Linked DNA regions of Sus scrofa: region 1 is linked to region 2. Evidence: chromatin contacts called from public Hi-C data. All regions are on one chromosome and are shown on one strand. The core of a region is the stretch at or near the end of the contact, and the rest is flanking DNA. Distances in the headings are between cores, read along the strand shown.

Region 1 (2,700 bases), core at 171-2,670, 170 kb before region 2:
TCAATCACAATAGCACTTTCTTCAACTCTGTCAACACCAGGAAGCACCATGCAGTAGAAGAGAAATACGAGAACCACAATCTTTGGGACTCACGTCTTGGGAGCCCTGAAGGAAAGGTAATAAAAAGGTTCATTCAACAGAGAAAACAAGACCACTTCTCATTTCAGGTTTCTGCAAAGCTCTGGCTGCAATAACACATCCCATCCAATGCCAAGCTGTGTGATGAAAGGCATTCGAAAATCAAACAAATTCATATTTCATCTTTTAGGGCTTAAAAAACCTGAAAGAATTTTTTGCATCCGGGCGATGAAGCCACAGAGGGCAAAAAATAACTTGAAATGATGAAATGCACAAAAATTGGAGTGTTTCCTTCTGTTTTTCAGTGGCTCTGAGAGACTCAGGGTGAACCCGCCAAAGCTTTAAACAAACTATTGCCGAAGAAGTGGGGGAGACTCTTGCAGAGGCCATTTCACAGGAGACTAACAGGATCTCATTAACTTTTTCAGTTATCAAAATAAGCCTCAAAGGAAGACCTTGGTATTAAGTTGTGGTAGTTAGTTTCCATTCAGAGAGGCAAAGCCAGGTAAGCTGGTGCCAAATACAAAACCCTCTTGGGAGGCCCTTCGGGTGAGATCCGTTTTCTGCCAGCAGCTTTCAACCTCTCCCCTTTCCACTGTGGTCCAAAGCCAGCAGCTCTGGAGCTTTCCCATGGAGAGGGCTGATCATCATATGCCCTCGAACAGCTGAGCCACAAAACCTGACAAAGTTTTCCTTCCCCTGAGAGAAGGAAGCAGATTTTTCAAACTCTAGTTATCCAAAAAAAAAAAAAAAAAAAAATTGTTTTGACACATTTCTACACACCTCGACTCTACTCGTTAGAATGCATTTGCCCCACAAGGGGCCAAGTGGCCATTTGGTTCATTAAAAACCATATTAATTCTGCCAAGTGAATCAGGAGGACCAGAACGGCCTTTTAATAAAGATCGTCAGCTCGCTCATCTAAATGTTCTGGGTTTCTTCTTTCTTTCTTTTTTTATCGGTAGCTATAATTCACATACCATACACTTCACCTACTTAAATAAGTGTACCATTCAATGTTTTTTGTATATTCAGAGATGTGCAACCACTGCTACAGTCATTTTGAGAACATCTTCATGACCCTAAAAAGTAACTTTGTACCATTAGTTGTCACACTATTTCCTTCCACGCCCCTCGCTTAGCCCTAGACAATCACTAATCTACTTTCAGTCTCTATAGATTTGCCTGTTCCAGACATTGCATGTAAATGGAGTCATAAAATATGTCTGGCTGGCTTCTATCACTTCGCATCATATTTTCAAGGCTCATCCATGCTGCAGTGTGTGACAGGACTTCATTCCTATTTATGGCCAAATAATAATCCATTGTACTAACAGACTACATTTGATTTATCCACTCATCAGTTGATGGACACTGGACTTGTTTCTATTTTGGGCTGTTATGAATAATGTTGCTATGAACATTCACGTACAAGTTTTTATGTGGACATATGTTTTCATTTCTCTTGGATAAATGCCTAGAAATGGAATTTCTGGATCATATCGCAATTGCTTGAGGAAGTGCCAAACTGTTTATTCCAAAGCAGTTGCACCATTTGACATTCTTACCAGCAGGAAGGTTCCAATTGCTCCACATCTTCACAAGCATTTGCTTTTTCCAGAAATAATATTTGATTACAGATATCCAAGTGGGTGTAAAGTGTTATCTCATTGTGGTTTTGATTTGTATTTCCCTGATAACTAATGAGGTTGAGCATCTGTTCATGTAGCCATTTGCACACATCTTCTTTGGAGAAATGTCAATTCAGATACTTCGCCCATTTTTTTTTTTTTTTTTTTTTTTTTTTTTTGTCTTTTTGCTATTTCTTTGGGCCGCTCCCGCGGCATATGGAGGTTCCCAGGCTGGGGTCGAATCGGAGCTGTAGCCACTGGCCTACGCCAGAGCCACAGCAACGCCAGATCGGAGCTGCGTCTGCAACCTACACCACAGCTCACGGCAACGCCGGATCGTTAACCCACTGAGCAAGGGCAGGGACCCAACCCGCAACCTCATGGTTCCTAGTCAGATTCGTTAACCACTGCGCCATGACGGGAACTCCTCGCCCATTTTTAAAATGAGTTTATTTTTCTTTCTATTATTGCATTTTAAGAATTCTTCATGTAGAATATGAATTTTATAATAGAAAAGTCCCTTATCAGATATATGTTTTGCAAATATCTTCTCCAAATCTCTGGAGTTTTTTTAACTTTTTTGATTGTGTTATTTGGCATATACAAGTTTTTGATTTTGATAAAATCCAACTTGTCTGTTTTTTCTTTGGTGGCATTACCTAGTTCGAGGTCAACAAAGATTCATTCTATGTTTACTTCTGAGAGTAAGGTAAGGGTCCACCTTCATTCTTTTGCATGTAGCTATTCAGCTACCCCAGTGCCATTTTTTTTTCAAAAATTATTCTTTCCTCATTGGATGGTCTTGCCAAAAATCAGTTGACCATAGATGTAGGGGTTTATTTCTGGACTCCCAATTCTATTCCATCGATGTTTATGTCTAGTTTAAGACAGCACCATACTGTCTTGATTACTGTTGCTTTTTATTAAGTTTTGAAATCAAGAAGTCTAGGTGCTCCAACTTTGTTCTTTGTCAAGATTGTTTTGCCTATTC
Region 2 (2,749 bases), core at 193-2,692:
CAATGGGAACTCCTGGTCACCTTTTTTTTTTTTTTTTTTTTTTTACCACTTTTAAAGAGGAAAGAGAAGTTCCCATTGTGTGCAGCGGAATCAAATCTGACTAGGAACCATGAGGTTGCAGGTTGGATCCCTGGCCTTGCTCAGTGGGTTAAGGATCCAGAATTGTCATGAGCTGTGGAGTAGGTCACAGACACGGCTCGGATGTGGTGTTGCTGTGGCTGTGGCGTAGGCTGGCAGCTATCTCTCCAATTGGACCCCTAGCCTGGGAATCTCCATATGCTGCAGGTGCAGCCTTAAAAAAAAAAAAAAAAGCCAAAAATAATAATAATAAAGAGGAAAGAACTATCACTCTTTTTTGTTTGTTTATTTGTTGGCCACATACAGAAAGACCAGACCAGGGATCAAACACACCACAGCAGTAACCTGACAATGCCAGATTCTTCACCTACTATTCCATAAGAAAACTCTTGGCCACTGATAATTTTTGAAAAGATGAGCCTGGACAAATGACCTTGTCTGGACTAAATCAATTTGACCTTCCCTGTGTTTTGCTCACCGTCATATAATATATAATAGCACAAATGATGAAAACTGACAGAGAAGAGATGTCATGCAATAGCTGGGAGTTGTTAAAGCAGTGACTAACGGGTCTTCTGCACTGTGTTGCAGATCATGGGTTCTTCTCTTCACCTTCTAAATCTCACTTTAAATAATCTAACATTCTGCCCAAGGGCAGGAAGGGTCTGTGTTCCTTAACTTTGGTGCGGTGGGATTTTTGCTGAGTATTAGGAAATAATCATGATCATTTAACAGCTCCGACAGAGGATAATCCACAGCTGAAAATAGTATCCACAACCAACTTGGAAAGTGTTCTGTGGAAGAAAATGTACTCAGGCAAATGCCAGTGACTTGCCAGTTTGCCAGAATGTTCTTCGTCCTGGTGTGTATTTTGGACCCAACTCTTCCTATATACCAAACACTGTCCTAACCCATCCTCAAATTACCTCTAATGAATTGTGCTTTGGTAGTGAGCCCTCAGCCTATAGTGAAGGAATCTTAATAGATATATCTATAGGGCACTCACATTTATTGCAAGAATGTTGCTGAGGATGTTGTTCATGGCATAATACGATGTCGTCTACAAGACAGTAGAAATTTATCTTTGGTTTCAGCCCAGGGAATGGTTTTACTTGTCCTCAGTTGTCAGTTTGTTTGTTTGTTTTTGTCTTTTTGTCCTTTTTAGGGCCGTACCCACAGGCATATGGAGGATCCCAGGCTAGGGGTCCAATCGGAGCTGTAGCCACCAGCCTACACCACAGCCACAGCAACACCCTATCGGAGCCGCATCTGCGACCTACACCACAGCTCACGGCAACGCCGGATCCTTAACCCACTGAGCGAGGCCAGAAATGGAACCCGAAACCTTATGGTTCCTAGTCGGATTCGGTTCCGCGCCACTATGGGAACTCCATCAGTTTATTTTTAGATACAGTGACAGTAAACCCTTAACATTTGCAGACTTGATCTTTGTATTTTCAACAGTTCGAAAGAGGGTCTCAAGTTCCACTCACAGCCAATGCAGTGGCTAAGAAGCAGGTCTGACACCCCACCTCGCACATGTTAGCACAGCTTGGTGGTTGGCTAACCTGCGTTTTTCTCCACCGCGTTTCTTCTGTCCCACCACACGTTCCCCTTCCTGGGGGCTGCTAGAAAACGCAATGCCTTCTTAAGTGGATTAGAATGCACTACATTGATTTGGGTTCAGTGAATTCAGAGTTCCCAGGTGCCCTTCCGAAGAGCGGGATGGTCTGCCCGGTGTCATTTCACCCCGAGTCGGGTCAGAGAGCTCCGCTCCATGGGAACCCTGAGCTGGGCTCTGCAAAAGGACAGAACAGCTGGAGGAAACTCAGGACCACTCCACGAACGGAAGTGCTCGCCTCCAGGAAGGAGTTCAGTACTGGCTGAGGAAAGAGATGAGGAAAAATAAAGAAGTGAAACTATTCATCTTTCCCCAAAATTAAGGGGGGGAAAGATCATCTTTCCCAGCAAATCCGGGAGAAAGTGCCAGTTCCAGCAGTTTTGAGAATCACTTCTAGGCATTTCCAGCAGAGGGCGCGAGGGCATAGGTAGAAAGAACAGCAAAGCGCTCTACTTTTTGGGGAAATCCAGAGCACAGACTCGTGGCCCGTCAGAATTGCTGTATAGAAGGCGCTTAGGGTAACCTGGAGGAATTGAAAAGTGTGTTTACAAAGACGGGGGAGGAGTGGAATTCGTGGGGCTCCCGCAACCCTTAAAACAGTCAGCAAACATTGGTAAAATATTTCCAGCAATTAAGACCTATTTTATTAATAATTTTCCCTGGTATGTCCTATCATAGTTTGATTCTGAACCTTAAGACATTCACTCAATAAGCTCAATTTAAGTGTCTTTTATGAGCAAGCAAGATGCCACATGCTGTGGAGACTTGGAAGGTGTAAACCCAGTCTCTGTCCACAATGAGTTTAGAGTCTGAAAGTGGAGATTAGACAAAAATACAAATCACTGTATTCTGCAAATCAGCAAGGCACAAGTAGGTGATAGAAAAGGAAAGTTTGGAGTTCCCGTTGTGGCTCAGAGGTAACAAATCCAACTAGTATCAATGAGGATGCGGGTTTAATCCCTGGCCTTGCTCAGTGAGTTAAGGATCCAGCATTGCCACAAGCTGCTGTGTGGGTCACAGATGTGGCTCAGATCTGATAGGGCTGTGGCT

Evidence for each region. Hi-C and Micro-C count contacts between places; a contact is called where the count stands out from the background.
Region 1: a Hi-C map of skeletal muscle shows a contact between it and region 2, with 4 times the contacts expected there. A contact is called at or near these places in 3 of 47 Hi-C or Micro-C datasets (heart right ventricle, psoas muscle and skeletal muscle).

What each region holds. Positions count from the first base shown.
Region 1 is chr4:65,542,766-65,545,465 of Sscrofa11.1, reverse strand. All of the region lies in intron 5 of SLCO5A1 (solute carrier organic anion transporter family member 5A1), which reads right to left. Among named protein-coding and RNA genes, the nearest start is that of SLCO5A1, 100 kb to the right of the region's middle.
Region 2 is chr4:65,377,269-65,380,017 of Sscrofa11.1, reverse strand. No RefSeq gene overlaps it. Among named protein-coding and RNA genes, the nearest start is that of SLCO5A1, 61 kb to the left of the region's middle.